2 separate regions of the Acanthopagrus latus genome follow, and region 1 is linked to region 2. The links are chromatin contacts, called in public Hi-C maps. All regions are on one chromosome and are shown on one strand. Each heading gives the region's core, a stretch centred on a gene start, on an enhancer-like site or on the middle of the called end of the contact. The rest is flanking DNA. Distances are from core to core; before and after follow the strand shown.

The links. Hi-C and Micro-C count contacts between places; a contact is called where the count stands out from the background.
Region 1: a Hi-C map of muscle shows a contact between it and region 2, with 12 times the contacts expected there. The contact joins the promoter of LOC119029297 here to the promoter of cdc37 in region 2. A contact is called at or near these places in 3 of 4 Hi-C or Micro-C datasets (liver and muscle).

Annotation. Positions count from the first base shown.
Region 1 is chr1:6,271,612-6,276,117 of fAcaLat1.1, forward strand. LOC119029297 (fascin-like) reads left to right here and starts at 2,215. Exons shown (of 5, transcript XM_037116036.1): 1 at 2,215-3,172. The coding sequence starts at 2,341.
Region 2 is chr1:5,751,922-5,756,269 of fAcaLat1.1, forward strand. cdc37 (hsp90 co-chaperone Cdc37) reads right to left here and starts at 2,215. Exons shown (of 11, transcript XM_037093735.1): 1 at 2,080-2,215; 2 at 1,723-1,985; 3 at 193-356. The coding sequence starts at 209. The region is part of intron 4 of LOC119017275 (cell adhesion molecule 4-like); the gene reads right to left.

The DNA.
Region 1 (4,506 bases), core at 965-3,464, 520 kb after region 2:
ATAAGTCCCCGGCTGTACCAAAACCCAAGGATAGCAGCCAAAAATCCCCAAAAAAGTATAAAATTCACACTGATCTGAAAGCAAACAGCTTGTAAACTCTCCAGGCAATGTTTGTCATTTTCACTTGTTATGTGACGGCTGGTAAATCAATCATCAGCGCTGTCACTGTTTGTTTTCAGTTGACTGACACACCACCAGCCCAAAGGCTGTGCAGGGCAGCATTTGCATGTACTGTCAACTTCACGACAATGTGCAAACTTATGTAAATAAGTATCCTCGAGCTTCAGGAACCTTCTGTTGTGACCTTCAGTGTGGGATTTCGGTGAAAAAGGGAGAGATGTGTGTCATGTTCGCTCAACAGAAGTCAGACCCTCTACAGAATATGACGGGGAACTTGTGTTCATGGTTTCACATTCACAGTAACGTTGTTACAGACTGGCTTAAAATTGTAATCCCCTTTTTTACAGAACGTGTCTGTAATCTAAGTACATATTTTTTATGTAACTCCACTGGAATACAGTTACCTTTTTTGTATCCTGACTACGTTACTCACAAACCTGTGAATCTACAAAGTTACTAGCAACTAGAACCCAAACGATTTATCAGCGGGTTGATATGAGGCATTTTCCAAACTATCATTATCAGCATTTATAATGACTGATAAATGAATATTCAAAAAATAAAATAAAAAATGGACGCAGCACCCTTCAACCGTATTATAAGTGTTGGTTTGGTTTTGTGTTGTTTGACCATATAGTAGACACAGTTGTAACAAAGTTTATTTTTAAATTGTATTATCATATTGTTTCAGTGAAGACTCATAAATAACTCCAAATAACCATATATATATATATATATATATATTAGCCGATATATCGGAGTATCGGATTTTTAAATCACCAAATATTTCTATCGTATCGGTCTTAAAGATCCTTTATCAGTCGGACTCTACAAGCTACTAAAGTTAACACATAACTGTAATAGAGTAAAAAATACAATATCTGCCTCTAAAAAATAGGGACGTCAAAGTATAAAATTGCAGAACAATGGAGATACTAAAGTACAAGTATCTCAAAATTGTGCTTTTGTACAGTTGTTGAGTGAATGTACATAGTTATATTCCATCACTGGTGGAGCACCACTCCACTGGTGTTGTTCCACTGGGGCAGATAACTTTGTAAAGACTCTTTAACGCTCTAATCAGATTTGTACAACACTCATCATGATCAGATTCATCAGAATGGCTCAAAGGGCTTAGCTGGATAAACTGGCTCCTCGTGGGGATTTGCTTCGCTCTGCTAATATTATTGTATTAGGTGTAAGGAGGAGATGAACACGCAGCCAGTAAGTGTCTGCAGTGCAGATAAAAGTGGGTGTGCAGACAGGAGAGGGCAGCGGAGGCCTAGACCAGACCAGCAGGCGGAAACAGGTGAAATCACAAGGTCAGGAAGCAACAGAGACCCAACTGTTGACGGCTGGTTTCTATTGTTTCATCACCTGCACTGCTGCAGGTAGAAATCCAACACGCTTCTTCCAAGGTGTTATACTACCAGGGCCTATAATGCAATGCTTAAATATGATGTGATTAGTGTACTGTAGAGTTTGTGAGAGAAAGACATGACAAGATGCCACCAGGGGCGAGTAAAGGTGGACAGAGGAGGGAGAAGAGGCGGAGGGAGGGTGGTTCGGTGTGTTTCCATCTCTTCTAGCTCATCTGAAAAGCCCCTGGATTGGGCTGAGGTCAGGACTCTGTGCACGCATCAGGAACACTCACTTTCCCCTGATAAACTTTCCCTCAGTATCCTCATAGCCAAGCCATCACACCCACACGCAGCCGTGGAGACAAACGCTGGTCTGTCAGCCGGTGAATGGATCAATCCATGTGGAACTGAGGCCGAGCAGATCTCAATTAGAGGGGGGAGAACAGGAGGGAGGGGAGATAGGGCTATGATGGAAATTAGTTATTAGTTGTGTTGGCTCTGCGTGTGTGTGTGTGTGTGTGTGTGTGTGTGTGTGTGTGTGTGTGTGTGTGTGTGATCTCCCTCTCAGCTCCTCTGCCTGTATCTGGGGCGTGTTCTTGCTGTAACAGAACAAAAGTCCCAGTCCTGCAACTCCTGCAGCTCCAGTCTGGATTTGCAGTCAGGGGACACTCATCATCATCATCATCATCATCATCATCTGTCAGAGCTGCTCTCTCTCTCTCTCTCTCTCTCTCGCTCTCTCTCTGTCCCTCCCTCAGACACCCCCACATCCACTCCCTCTCCGTCCGTCCACCCGCGTCTCTGAGCAGCACAGAGCATCTTTTTTTTTTTTCTTTCCTCCTCTTGACACACTGCAATCATGTCCGCAAACGGCGCCGACGGGGACTTGCTGCGGATCCCTCTGGGGCTCATCAACAGCGCGGGGAAGTATCTGACGGCGGAGACTTTCGGCTTCAAAATCAACGCCTCGGCCAGCAGCCTGAAGAAGAAGCAGACCTGGACCCTGGAGCAGACCGGGGAGGACGGCAGCGTCGTGTTCCTGCTCTCCCACCTGGGCCGCTACCTCGCCACGGACAAAGACGGCAACGTTACCGCGGAGAGCGAGACGCGCGGCACGGACTGCCGCTTCGTCATCACCGCGCACGAGGACGGGCGGTGGTCTCTGCAGTCCGAGCCCCACGGCCGGTACCTGGGCGGCAGCGAGGACCGGATCACCTGCTTTGCGCAAACCGCCTCGCCGGCAGAGAAGTGGAGCGTGCACCTGGCCGTGCACCCGCAGGTCAACCTGTACAGCTTCGCGCGCAAACGCTACGCCCACCTGAGCGCGCAGGGCGAGCGGCAGGAGGTGTCAATAAACCGGGATATTCCCTGGGGGTTCGACTCGCTTGTGACCCTGGTCTACCGGGACCAGCGCTACCACCTGGAGACCTCCGACAACCGCTTCCTGCGCAATGACGGCAGCCTGTCCACGAAAACGGACAAGGACACCGGCTACATGCTGGAGTTCCTCTCCGGGAAGGTGGCGTTCCGCGACTGCAACGGCCGCTACCTGGCGCCCACGGGCCCCACCGGCACGATGAAGTCTGGGAAAAGCACCCGGGTGGGGAAGGACGAACTGTTCGGCCTGGAGCGCAGCCACGCGCAGGTCGTGCTGACTGCAGGCAACGAGAAGAACGTGTCCACGAGGCAAGGTGAGGCTCTGCTGCAGCCACTCAGAGCCTGGAGGAGGAGGAGGAGGAGGAGGGGGGCGAAATAAATAATCATAATTCAGTATTCACATGAAGTCACTGCATAACTGGGCTCACATTCAGTGCAGCTGTTGCGTGGATTTGGTCTGTGTGTGTGTGAAGAGAAAAGAGAATTAGAGACCCCTGTTACTTCATTTTCCTCAAACCATGTGCTTTTCATTATCATGCTCTCACTTTCTCCCCCCTCTCCCTCCCTCTTTTCTGGCCAGTCCCTGCCTTGCTCAACATTTTTCTGCAGTAATTCTACCCCTGCATTGTGGCTGCTGCCGGTCCAGGGTCAGCTTCAGTCTGCAGTTATCCATCATTCTTTATCTCAGAATAGACTGAGGAGGAAAAAAAGAGCAGAAAGACGAGGAGGGATTTGTTTAGGAGACAAAAGAGAAGAGGAAAAAAAAAACATGGTGGGGAGAGGCAGAGAAAACAGGCAGCAGAGAGGGAGGTGTGACTCAGACAGTCCTGCTGAATGTGGATCTGTGGGCCACATGAAGCCTCTTTGTCTTGATGCCTCTCGGTCGGTCGGTGCCTTTGCACATGGGACTGATTATTGACAGCAAACTGTAGTGTCCCTGTGCAGTCTTTATGGTTTAATGCATGCAGGCATATAGTGTGTGTGTGTGTGTGTGTGTGTGTGTGTGTGTGTGCATTCCAGGAGAGATGGATTGTGGAAGAAGCCAGTTAATCTTGGTTTAAATGAGGTCATTGTGGGGCAGCGACTTGTGACCTGTGTTTCATTGAAGCGAAGGCCTTTGGGGTTAACACACACATGCGGCGCGGCGCTGGAAGTACATTCAGTGATCATTACTGGAGGACCACCCATGCCTCTCTGTGTGGGCACACACAGGCATTTTGTGAGGCGGCAGCAGCAGAAGCAGCTCAAGTGCAAAAAAAAAAAAAAAAACAGGTTTTTGTGTCAGCATCTTAATGAAGAGTAAGAGATCTCTGGTGGAAAAATTTAGAGCTATTTTAGGTGATTTGGGACAAATCTAAAGTCGTGGTTTGAACGTTGTTCTTTCAGAGCTGTGTTAAAGCTCCAGTGTGCAGGATTTCAGTTTATATACAGAAATTGAGTTTTTATTCTCATTCCTGCATAATCACGTGCCTTGTTGCTCCGCCAGTAGCCCAGAATGGACACACCAAAGACTGAGACTAGTGAGGACCTCATGAGTTGTTTGTAGCCCACTTAGTTTTTCCTGCACTCTTGGGAGGGAAATGTGAGGCGTTACTGTCTGCAACCTCTAACTGCAACCTGCAGTGCAAAATTTGAAATGTGATAATTT
Region 2 (4,348 bases), core at 965-3,464:
TTTGACAGTACTCTTGTTCACTACCAGTTTGTTGCACTCCACTGAAGTTACTTCATGCTGCTACTTTCATCCTTCATCTGTTTGCTCTCGTTACCTACTTTTCAATAATTCAATTTTATCAGACAACATCTGCTGACCATTGTGGCAAACCTCCAACTGCAATACTCTTGCATGTGTGTGTGAATGATTTACCTTTGGCAGAGATTCATAGGCCTCTACAGGGTCCAAACCACCAGGGCCCAGTCTCTTCTTCTTTGAGTTCCTTCATAGTGCTCTCCATACGAATCTGAGCACAGCTGTGGTTCCTTCAGCAACTCAAACTTCAGCAACATGTCGAGGTACGGTTTGTCTGCAGTCTGACAAGGTCATAGATACAGTTAAAACTCCCCAAAACACACCAACAAAAGTTACATTCCCCATGGCAGGTGACTACTCAGATAAAAGGAACACCTGAGCATGCAGTGCTAGCTACACACCTTGATCAGTGAGAAGAAATGTCTGAAGCAGCCTCTTGGGTCCACCGCAAGTGTCTGGGCCAAATCCAACATTAAAGGGACCTTCCGGCGTAAGTTAATTCGATGCCTTGAACTATGTGCTGGGACGCTATTTATACTGTTGCTGAAGTTTGGCTCTTTTCTCAGCATTATTTGTGACTATGAGTGGCATTTTGATGGTGGTTTCTTTTTAGAGGCATAGACTGCAGTGTATTGTTATTGTGCGGCCATTTCTGAGGTTGCTTAAACTACATAAGCTAGCGATCGGAAAACTTGATCTGGATTCTGAAAGAAGCTGGTGAATGGTCCTAAACTTAATATTAGGGCTGGGATATTATATCGTTGTCAAGATATGGGACTACGTATCGTCTTAGATTTGGCATAAAGGTAATAAATTGTGTTTTTCCTGGTTTTAAAGGCTGCATAACAGTAAAGTGATGTAATATTCTGAACTTACAACTTGCTCTTATACTTGTCTTTAACCACTATATATCCACATTATTGACGATAATTTATCAACTATTTCACTGTGTGAAAGGGTCAATATTCATCCCTAAAATATTGTTGCATCAAAGAGCCTATTTGGTCAAAAACATTGCAATGTATGCGTATCGAGACAGTATGGAACCCGAGAACGGCCATGGAGTTTTTTAAAACACTGTTATCTCGTAATAATGACTTATTATCTCGTTATCTCCATATAACAAAAGTTGTTTTCTCATGATAACAAATTAATTTATTTAGTTTTCTCGATATAACAAATGTTGTTTTCTTGTGATAGCGAATTAATTTATTTCTTTATCTCCATATAACAAAGATTGTTTTCTCGTGATAATGAATTAATTAACAACGTGTTTGTCTTGATTTCAACCTACAACAGCTTGCTTGTCATGTATCTTTCCCCTTCTAGCTACAGTCAACTGACAAACTTTCACTTACTATTTTGACTTTATCTTATTTTTAACCTTTTCGGGTTGTCACTTGCACGCATAATTCTGACTGGTTTCATAAAATGTGTTCTCTGTCGCTTGTATTTCCCTTTCTTTCCTTTTCTTCTTCTTATAAAGCACCATTTACCTTACAGTGCTATGCCAGTAGAGTTAGCTTGCTAGTCTAAGCTGCTAGCTCTTTGAGCGGCAGAGAATCTGCCGGGTCACAGATGTTTGTGTAACGACCCCCCCTCCGGATGTCAGTCTGTTACTAAATCACTTCAACTAGTAAAACTAACCGGATTTAAGACTCCACATTTCACGGCTACCACAAGTCTCACTGCTGACCCGGTGTCTCATTTTGAACAGGCTCGGCGTGTCGACGTACTGACAGGTTACATCTTCATCGTCTGACACATAGATGTGATCCCAGCCGCTGTAGTCGATGTCCGCTCCGGCTCCGGTGCTCATCTTCCTGCTCTGTCTGTCCTCTCTCCTCCTGTTTTCAGCCAGTAACAGCCACTGGAAACGTCTGGGCTGTTGAGCTGAGACACTCTAACGCCTACAAAGCGACAGCAAACAAGTCAGAAACTAGTAGTTTCCCAGTCCTCTTACAGAGGGACGCTGCCACAAACCGTTGACACAAACCCACTTACCAACGGCTGCTTCGCGCCGCGCGACCTACGGCATCTAATCAATACACGTCATCATGAAGCGCGGTTCGCGTCGTTTTTATTTTATTCTTATTAAGCACGAGCCAGTTTTTATTAGATAAGATGGGTTCACTTTCAAAAGTGCCTAAAGTGTATAGACAGCACAGGTGGAGATGATACATTGATCATGTATTTATTTGTTGGTTTATGTTTGGAAATAGCTCAAACAACACATTTTATTTTATTTTATGAACTGACTCGCCAGTATTTCAGTATTACTTATCATTTTAGGACCCAAGCGGACAGGCTGTTTGAAAAACTTGTTTCAAACTGCACGCTTAAATTTGTGGCCTACATGTGGATGAATGTAACTAAGTACATTTACTCAAGTAACTCACTTACAGTCTATTGAAACTTTATTTCCTTTCTTTTTTAGCTTACAGAATCACACAGTACAACACAAGCAAGCATCTACACCCATACGTGCACATGTATGTCCAGCATAATAATGTAAGATAGTATAAAACATACATTTATAAAAACAATTGTACTTTGTGGTTTTCAGTTTCCATTGTCCTTTCTCGACCGCTGTTTGTTTGCAGTTATCCTTCATTTTTCATGTGCTGAAAGCATGTCAGGCGTACAATGTGAAGGTACAAAATACTTTACTTGAGTATTCCATTTTCTGCTATTTCATACTTGGAGGGAAATAGGTGTTTTGTACAGGCAGTAGGGGTGCTAAAATGTGGCATTATTAAAACCATCAATTGATGAATTAAAACATTTATGTGTCTGTGGATCTTACTTTCCCGCCCTGTATGCAAATAAACACATACATTTTCACGCAGTAAGAGAAATACATTAATGCCAACTTTGAAAGAAGGTCATTTGAGAGGGCTATTTAACAACATTCAACAAGTGTAAGCAGGAACTTGTGCCATCATAAACATTAAGGCCCTGGGTAGGAGGTTGAGGAAGCACAGGTGTTTCCTCTGGAAGTGTTTTCACTTTTTGTGCTGGTGATCACGCTGAAAACACACCACCAATCTTCACTCATATCCTGCAGAAACATGTAAGCTGTTGTTCCTTTTTCGTTGAACCGCGTGATTTTACCAGCATGACTGTAGGGGAGGACATGCTTTTAGTCCCTACAACAACAAAACCAGCCTATATATAAAACATACCATGTGACCTACATGAACATTAGCTTAGGATAACAGTTAATCTTGTCCTCAGTTGTCCTGCTTTCATTCCTTCCTGGTACGAGAGGAGCGGTAAGGGAGGGGAGGGAGAAGGAGTGAAACATTTCTGGGATGGAATGACACACTCCTCAACTAGAACTCTGCCATGGAGTTTCCCATCAAGCAAGCAAAAAAAAAAAAATCTCATAAACAGGAAATCTACAATTACATCATCTAGATCAGGTGGTACTTTTGGGGCTTATTGTTCTTGCCATCTTGTCGCACGGTCAGGCACAAATTGGAAAATCTTACACTGTGAGTCAAGGTCAGATTCTTATGTTGAAAAACTGGAGTCTTAGTCGAGATAATTCAGAATAAAAAGCTTGTAAAGTACCTTGTTCCATTTACGTGGAAATACTTTAAAATACAACAGAATGCGAATGAAAGAGATGCATTTTACTGTGTGTTCAAAGTTAACATTTATTCAAATAAAGAATTTAAAAAAACACAGTCAGAGCTTTTATCTAGTTCTTTATCATACAGTTTGTGCTGGTATGAATTCCTCTTTTTCATTGTAACTGTGGGTCAGAATGACTTCGGGTTCAAGCTTTCAGTGGTTTGACATACAGCTGTTCAGTGGGAGAATTTTCACTCTATCATATAAGCTTCATACATACATATATATACAAAACATTTCTCTACATATAAAGTCAGAAAGTAGTTAAATATCCATAGACATTTTAATTTATAATCCTCCTTTTACATTTCTGTGCTGGTGTAATACACATGAATATCTATTATCAAAGGATATTCACAGTTTCAGATGTACTTGTAGAACTTAAAATGTTGTCTGTCATCATAATCCTGCAGCTGGAACATTATACATTTTCTAATCACATTGTGTGTATTTACAAGCTATTTTTCAACTGCAGTCCTCTGACAACATGTTCTGAAACCAGTGAGGTGACAGCTCAAGAAATGCAAACAGGGGAAGTGACATAGATGAAGATATGACAATAATAGCAACAAAAAACAGAAAAATAAAAACAAGAGACCCTGTTTGTATTTACCAAACACAAGGTTGTCCATCA